Linked DNA regions of Mus musculus: region 1 is linked to region 2. The links are chromatin contacts, called in public promoter capture Hi-C maps. All regions are on one chromosome and are shown on one strand. Each heading gives the region's core, a stretch centred on a gene start, on an enhancer-like site or on the middle of the called end of the contact. The rest is flanking DNA. Distances are from core to core; before and after follow the strand shown.

The links. Promoter capture Hi-C pulls out the DNA fragments that hold promoters and counts their contacts.
Region 1: a contact with region 2 is called in a promoter capture Hi-C map of second pharyngeal arch cranial neural crest. The contact joins the promoter of Prpsap2 here to the promoter of B9d1os in region 2. A contact is called at or near these places in 11 of 39 promoter capture datasets (the C10 cell line, cranial neural crest, frontonasal cranial neural crest and 8 more), 2 of 484 Hi-C or Micro-C datasets (CD4 T cells and embryonic stem cells), 5 of 115 datasets of contacts at active chromatin or transcription factors (CD8 T cells, effector CD8 T cells, extraembryonic endoderm stem cells and 2 more) and 3 of 9 other capture datasets (adipose tissue, liver and pancreatic islet).

The regions. Positions count from the first base shown.
Region 1 is chr11:61,759,841-61,763,980 of GRCm38.p6, reverse strand. It overlaps Prpsap2 (phosphoribosyl pyrophosphate synthetase-associated protein 2), which reads left to right and starts at 1,893. Exons shown (of 12, transcript NM_144806.2): 1 at 1,893-2,027.
Region 2 is chr11:61,502,139-61,506,615 of GRCm38.p6, reverse strand. B9d1os (a long non-coding RNA gene) reads left to right here and starts at 1,530. Exons shown (of 1, transcript XR_141098.4): 1 at 1,530-2,231. It overlaps B9d1 (B9 protein domain 1), which reads right to left and starts at 1,472. Exons shown (of 7, transcript NM_013717.3): 1 at 1,345-1,472; 2 at 204-272. The coding sequence starts at 1,407.

The DNA of each region.
Region 1 (4,140 bases), core at 644-3,143, 260 kb before region 2:
TACACTAGAAAGGTAGGAACACTAAGAGAAGTGGATGTATCAGAGAGGCGGGCCCAGCGAGATGGGGGAGGCTTCTCGTAGCTAACCACTCTTCCCACCAATCCAAAAGCTAAGATTGCCATCAAGTAAGTTAATAGATTCAAAAGGCTTATTTCTATTAGTCACAAGATGTTGGCTCCGACACAGAGGTGGACAAGAAATGGCTGTTCAAGCCAGGCGGTGGTGGCGCACGCCTTTAATCCCAGCACTTAGGAGGCAGAGGCAGGCGAATTTCTGAGTTCGAGGCCAGCCTGGTCTACAGAGTGAGTTTCAGGACAGTCAGGGCTATACAGAGAAACCCTGTCTTGAAAAACCAAAAAAAAAAAAAAAAAAAAAAGAAATGGCTGTTCCAGAGGGCCAAAATTAATCCAAGAAAAGGTAAACTAGCCTCTGAACCTGCAACATCCCAATCTCCCCCACAGTACTGAAATTGTCATCAGTCAGCCAGACACAGCTTCTTTTCAGTTTTCGTGCATACTTCCCATGAATTCTAGCTACCCACAAGCCCTCCTATGAATTCTAACCATCCTCAGCCTTCTGATAATTAATTCTAGCCACCTGTGCATCCTCCCATAAATGTCTGCTTGTCTCACTTGTGAACTGGAAGTGCAGTGGATGAGAGCCTTTAAGTATACACATGGAGCAAGGCACTGCAGGTGGTGCCTATCTATTGCTTTGTCACTGGCATCTGAGTACCCACAGCAATTAAATAGAGATAAGTCTTACCCCATTTCTGAAAGTTACTGTTAATATATATTAATATAAAATATAGATAATAATAAATAATGCCTTGATACCTGGCATGCACTATATGTTTGTTATGTTATAAATAGGGATCACTGGGGGCTGGTGAGATGGCTCAGTGGGTAAGAGCACCCGACTGCTCTTCCAAAGGTCCAGAGTTCAAATCCCAGCAACCACATGGTGGCTCATAACCATCTGTAATGAGATCTGACTCCCTCTTCTGGAGTGTCTGAAGACAGCTACAGTGTATTTACTGTATAATAAATAAATAAATATTTAAAAAAAAAAGAAAGAGAGGAAGGGCCAAGTAGCCCCTTAAAAAATAGGGATCACCATATTTCAAGGTATAAAGAATTCAGCAATGATATATCAACAGCAACCAATTTGCTAGGAATGATGGCCACCCTTTTAATCCTAACACTCAGGAGGCAGAGACAGATGGATCTCTGTGAGTTCCAGGTCACCCAGAGCTACAATTTTTTAAAAAACTAACTTTTAGAATGTTTAATTATTTGTATATGTTTATGTTTATATGAGTGCAGGTGGCTGAGGAGGCCAGAGACATCAGGGAGACTTGGAGCTAGAATTACAGGCAGTTGTGAACTGCCTGACATTGGTTCTGGGAACCAAACTCAGCTTCTCTGGAAAAGCAGTATATACTCTTAACCACTGAAAAGAAGGAAGGGACAACAAAGCGAATAATTATGAATGATAACTGCTCATCGACTGTATGCTAAGAACCATGCCAAGAGGTTCGCAGATTTCTCACTCACTCCTCCCAACCCCAGGAGATGGGGGTACTGCTGTCATCTCTTTTTCAGAAGAACTCAGGTCAAAGAGGTGACTTGCTCAGTCTTGCAGGACAGTAAAGACTTGAACCCAGTCAGAACCTATGAATTTTAACCACACTTCCAACCACGCCCACTCTAATTCTCCCCCACTTTCCTCGAGTCTGACCACGCCCACACAACATCCTCCCGCCCACTCTGGCGGCCACGCCCACAGCATCAAATGCATTGCCTTCTACCCCACTTTCTGCCCCGCCCCTCTTCCTCCAGACCACGCCCCTCGACGGCCTCGCCCACTCTAGTCAGTTGCCCTCAGGCCCCGCCCCTGGCCTCGCAGTCTCGAAAGACTTTCTCGCGCTTAGAGTCGCCATTTTGCTGTAAGACGCCGTGCGGAGCTCTGTGCTCTCTTCCTTCGGCAGCCGAGGCTGCGGCGGGCCGGGCTGGGGTCGGGACCAGGTAGGCGGGCGGGAGCCTCGGCGGGCGGACGGCGGGCCCCGCGAGCTCGCGCGGTGCCGGGCGGGAGCCATGGCCCTTGTTGCTCCGGGGCGAGCCCGGGGCCCCGTGTTCGGCTCCACCAGCCTTAGTGGATGATTGGGCTCCAATCAGACGTAGGAGGAGCGGCATAAGATACTCTGCAGAAAAATCTCTTCCTCAATCTGTTACATTATTGATAAGGATTTATTTTTCTTATATCGATATTGGCAGAGTTTGGGTGTTTAGCTTTTGTGAGGGATACGAAAATACTGAACCGAGCTTTGAGGCCTGAGGAAGTGTGAGTTCTAATGTTTTATGTTTTTTTTTTTTCTTTTTTTTTTTTTTTCTTGCGGTTCTGGAGTCGAATGCAAGGTGAAGCAATGCAAGCGGCCTGCCATTGACCCATCTCATGCCCTAGTGCTTAACAATTTAAATGCACAAATAAAAATAAAATAGGTGCGTGCCCCTAAGCCCCACTATAGGAAACCTTTCTTGTCTTTTAACTGCTGTAGTTTGTATCATTATTATCCAATTTTTGCAGAGATATGCACATTATATTCATTAGCTACTCTGTGGTTTAACATAGAACCAGTGTTTCTGTTCTTAAATAATCTTGCAGTTTGTGGGGCTTGATGGCACACCCCTTAATCTCAGAGACTGGTGAAAGGATCTTGAGGGCTCATGGTCCACAGAGCGAGTTCCTGGCAAACAGGGCTACAAAGTTGTTGGGGGTTTTTTGTTTGTTTGTTTGTTTGTTTGTTTTGTTTTGTTTTTAAATTGTACTTTCTATCATTGACAATATAGCTCTATACTTGGGATAAGCTCCAAGAATTGACAACACCAAAACATAGTTCTGTGCTCTTTCTTTGGCATTTAGTATGTATCTTTTTTTCTGATAAGGTATGTTTGCAATAGACATTTCAAAATCTGGGTATTTGATTCTATTGCCTGTAGTTCATCAGGTTGCCAAGTCATGCTCTGTATGACTGAGAGTCGCAACCTATTGTTGTATGCAGGGAACTGTATTGCATATCAGACTGCTACCCCACTCTGTCCTTCAGGGGCCACTGTTATGAGGAAGAGGTTACCTCGTATGACTTCGTTAAAGTCTGGGAAGTAATGTCAAACCTGTTTTCCTATTAAAACTGCTTCCCCAGGTGTGGGGGCTGGAGAACTGGCTGGTTAAGAATACTAGTTGTTCAAGACTGAGTCAGTTCCAGCACCCACCCACGTGACAGCCTACAACCACCTCTAATGCTAGACCCACCCAATCTGACACCCTCTGCTGGTCTCCAAGAGTACCAGGCACACGCGGTGTGCAGAGAAAACACCCATACACATTAAATGAATAAAAGTTACTTCTCCAAATTTAAAATAGTTTTAGATTTATTTCCTGCTTCTCCCAAGTTGTCACAAAAACAAAACAAAAAATCAAAACTCTCAGAACAGCATTAGCCATAAGAAAGCAAAATGCCAGTAACCACAGAATATGGAAGAGTAATGTGGTTTTATCTCTGCCCTGCAGTTTCTCAATTATTTTACTTTATTTTATTTTGGAGACGGAGGTTTCTCTGTGTAACAGCCCTGGCTATCTTGGAACTCTTTGTAGACCAGGCTGGCCTCAAATTCAGAGATTTGCCTACCTCTGCCTCCCAACCTCTGGGATTAAAGGTGTATGCCACCATGGCCAGGCCTCAACTTTTATTTTCTCCTTTTTATCTATTTATTCTTAATTAATTAACTAATTATTTGTATATTTATTGGTTTCTCAAGACAGGGTTTCTCTACGTAAACCTGGCTGTCCTGGAATTTGCTCTGTAGAACTGGCTGGCCTCCAACTTAGAAATCTACCTGCCTCTGCCTCCCAAGTGGTAGGATTAAAGGTGCCGACACCACCTGCCTGTGCTTTTTATTGTGTTGGTGATTAAACCCAGGCCTGCAGCACAAAGCACCTAATTTTCCACTAAAGTACACTTCTAATCCATTTCTGCAAGTCCGGCTTTTTTTCCCATGCTGGGGTTGGAACCCAGGCCCTGTGCATGATGGGCAAATGCTCTACCTACCATTGAAGCAGATTTTCCAGGAGTGAGTTAAT
Region 2 (4,477 bases), core at 281-2,780:
CTCTCAGCTGCCACTAACAGACTCCAGGGGTACACCAGCGAACCCAGTAGTGACTGTATTCTATAAACTAGCTTTCCCCCAAAAACAAATGCAATGTTTAGGTCATCTCTGACCTTAGTGTCTACCTCTTGGTCTCGAATAGAAGGGTATGATTCAGGAATCACCAAAGCTCTAACCAGAGGAGGCCCATGAGTCCAACTTACCGCTGTTGGGGCCCAGTCCTGGCCATACACAAAGCAGTACTTGCAGTAGAGGTCATCATACTCTGGAAACTGAGAGAAAAAGTATACAGGATTCTGTCTAGAAAGGGCAAACTGGGCCCACACATTAGCTAGGCAGATGCAGTGGACAGGAATTAGGAACACGAGGCATCTGGGACTGAGGAGGTGGACATGGGTTTCAGGGCGGGCAGGGAATGGAAATCAGGAAGTCAGGCTTAGTCCCAGACTGCCAATACCCGTAGGTTATTTTGCTCAGGGTCTACTTTCTGTCTTGTCTTTCTCAGTCCACATGTGGTAGGCCCCTTGCCCATCTTTCAGAGTTCCCCTTCAGTCTCTAGCTGGCTTAAGGATCATTGCTTGGCTCCCTTCACTTCTCTGCATTTCTGCATGTGGGTACCTAATGTCTATCTGATAACCCTGTTAGACTGAAGAAGGAACAGGTTTCATGCCTCAGCGCATCTCCAGTGCTGGGCACAAATTAGCTCTACAGAAATGATGCTCACGTGAAACCCAGAAGCTACAGGGCCAAAGAACATGGCTAAAACTGAGGGTCCCGGAGAAAGGAAGGCCCAGGGCAGACGCCAAGGAAGGTGTCCAGAGTAAGCAGCCCAGACATCCTCTAATCGGATAGAGGAAAACAGGGAGGACGCAGTACCAATGAATGGGAAGGCAGGAACACCTACTGAGCTTCAGACTTGGCAGAACCTAAAGCATGTCAGCCAAACCTCAGAATATGTAGGAATAATGGGCATTTTCAACAAGCAGCCCAGAAGAATAATGTAGCAAAGTTCTGTCTCTTAGACGGACCGGGTCAAATCCCACCTTGGCCACTGCCTTCCGGTAAGTTCCCAGCTGTTAAATGGATCAGCTGAGTCTTCAGTCCCATTAGTCCTAGGCCACCACTCAACCAAGTAAACAGGATCCAAGTGGTACCAGCTGAACGCCTCGAGGTCTGTTTTCACTCAAGCTTGTCCGGTTCATCTACCTGGAGCCAAGGTTCTCAAATGCTGCTTCTCCTTTCCATTTATTTGAGATGCTCAGAGCATCTTGGCTTTCTAGGAGCTGAGCGAAGAGCCCGGGGAGAGAAACAGGCCGTCCCCGGGCGGAGTCCACGACTGCTTACCTGTGCGCTCTCTACCTGCCCGGTGATCATGAGCAGGAAGACGCTGGGACTTGCTGCAGCCATTGCACTGATGGGCCGGGAGACCGGCGCAGGCCGCGCGCTGTTGCCAGGAGGCTCTCGGTTGTCTTGGAAACAGACGGTAAGTCGTCTAGGACAAATTTCTCAAGCGGTGACGAGTTCGCTCAAAGGTAAGAGTGCGCAGGCGCAGTAGTCTTTATGGCTTTGGGCACTGTCCTCCGTGTCTGTCGCGCGGAACCTAACCCCCAGGGGCGGGTCCACGGACCCGCACTGTGTGACTTCACTCGTCTGGCCATGCTTGAAGCTCGCAGGCTGCAAAGCTGGATGTTGAGAAGAAGCAGCACCGGCACTCAGGCCCGCGGAAAGTCACGTGCTAGAGTTACCTCTCTCCAGGTGGTGTCGCTGTTGCCACACACAGCGACGGCAAAGACGCCATCGTTGGAAGGCTTGGTGCGCGGGAGTGGTCCAGCGGGCATCACCCAGCACATTGTCTCAGGTGAAGAATGCGCCCTTCAGCCCTATGAGGCTCTTGTCATCGAAACCCGGAGACTCCATTTGTCCAAGTCCCGCGTCCTGCATGAGAAGCTGGAGCCCACGGAACCAGTCACCCAATTTTGGAAAATCACTGGTAGCTCAGGGATGTCAGAGCTTGGTCCCAAGCCACCAGCATCCTTTTCGGTAGACACCATTGTTAGTGCTTGGATTCAACTGCACTTACTCTATCACTGTCCAATTCAAGGTGGCTTAATGCGAGCTTCTTGCCTTTAGATCCCCAGCTCGACTCTAGGGGCATTGAATGCCTGGTCCTCATTGCCCGGCCAGTGCAAAATATTTGGGAACTACTTCTTTAATAAATAAAATTGAACACATCTCAGTTTTCTGGAGGGCGTGACTGAAATCCAGACCTGGAAGGTAATTTAGCCATATTCGTTACAGGAATTTAGCTGCAGAATCAGACTTCACTTTCAGAGCTTATAAGGAAACATCAAAGAGCACATTAATGATGAGGGAGCCTGGAAACAAACGGATGCAGATGTGTATACTTTAGGGAGCTCAGCCTGCAGTAATGACACCAGGTCACGCTAACTGTTAGCTTGGAAGTCAGTTGGCGGGATTCCCAAAGCCACCTATGGGGAAGAGGAAAGGCATGTGGTCACAGCGTTCTAGGTGGGCCGAGGTGCAAGCATGTAAGAAATTCTTTTAGCTTAGAGCCAAGAGTCATACAAGCAGAGGCTCTAGGCCCCTCTCTCCTAGCCGGTGGCTGCCACTTGCTGTTCTTTACTGAAAGCGTTGGAAAGATACAGGCTACTGAAAGGAAGCCTTCTCAATCCCCAAATTACTCATTAGATAAGGCTTTTCTGTCCTAAACCAACAGGATGAGACATTTAGGAAGAGGTCTGTGCTGGCTAGTTTTTTTGTCAATTTGGCACAAGCCATAGTTATCTGAGAGGAGGGAACCAAGATTGAGAAAGCCTCCATGTGATTGGGCTTGTAAGCCTGTTGAACATTTTCTTAATTAGTGATTGGTGGAGAAGGGCCAGGCCCACTGTGGATGGTGCTACCCTAGGCTGGTGATCCTGAGTTCTATGAGAAAACAAACCTGGGGATGATTTCAGTCACTGGTACCTGTACTCTCTCAGGCCTTTTCTGTCCTGTAGGAGAATGTTCCCATCTAGTTACTAAAGGCATCCATAGCAGGAGATACCGTATGCTCCTGGTTTGGGCATATGAGTGAAGCCATAAGTCTTCATCAAGGAACCCTCATTTTATAAAATGTTTCATTCTCCTTATCACTGCAGAGGTAAGATAATGAAAAGCATCCCCAGGCTCTCACCCAGCAGCTGTAGAGTGCTCGAGGACCCTGGTAGATGTTCTGGTGAGTTTTATGTCAATTTGACAAAAGCTAGGGTCATCAGAGAGACAGGAGTCTCAGTTAAGAAAATGCCTCCTGGGGGCTGGTGAGATGGCTCAGTGGGTAAGAGCACCTGACTGCTCTTCCGAAGGTCTGAAGTTCAAATCCCAGCAACCACATGGTGGCTCACAACCACCCATAATGAGATCTGATGCCCTCTTCTGGTGTGTCTGAAGACAGCTACAGTGTACTTACATGTAATAAATAAATAAATAAATAAATAAAAGTGTGTGTGCACCACCAATATCTGGCTGATATTGTTTAAAAAAAAAAAAGAAAAAAGAAAATGCCTCCTTAAGATTGGGCTGTAGGTGAGCCTGTGGGGCATTTTCCTAATTACTGATTGATGTGGGAGGGCCCAGCCCACTGTGAGCTGAGTCCATTCCAAGGCTGATGATTCTAACTTCAGTAAAAAGCAGCAGATCCCTTCACCCCATGGCCTCTTCATCAGTTCCTGCCTCTATGTCCGGCCCTGTTAGAGATCCTATCCTGACTTCCTTTGTTGATGAACCATGATGGGAGTGTAAGCTGAATAAATCTTTCTTTCTCAACTTGCTTTGGTCATTGTGTTTCATCACAGCAATAGTAACTAAGACAAGTTGGTACCAGGAGAGTGGGGCATGGCTGACAGACCTGACCATGTTGTTTTCGGGAGGACTGTGGAGAGACTTTGGAGCTTTGGGTTTGAAGAGCCATTGAGCGTTGAGAGCTCAGTGAGCTGGTCTGTAGGAAGATAAGAACGTTGAGAGCAGTTCAGATGATGGAGGCCTGGCTTGTGACGTTCCAGAGGGAAGCAAAGACTCCACTGGGCCTTCTGTGTGCAGAATCTGTGGTGTCTGGTCAGCTGGGCTGAAGAATCGGCTGTGATTGACAAGAGACCAGACACGCTGAAGTGAAACCTTTGCTTGGCTGGGACAATGGATGCTGCTCAGCTGGAGATAAATTAGCCGTGACTAAGAAGAGACCAGCGTCACTGAGGTGGAATCTCCTGGGAAGTGTTTCCTGAGTCAGCACACAAGCTGTTCCAGAGGTGGCCCGGGTTGTACCTCATGTTATGTTAGCACCTGAACTTGGTAGTGTAAGAGTCACCCAAGTGGTGTTAGATTTGAAGGCCTAATGGAGTTGTGGAGAGCAGGTGAGGATTGGCACTTGGAGCCATGGCATGGCTGGAGTCCCTAAAAATAATCCAGGAGAGGATATTGG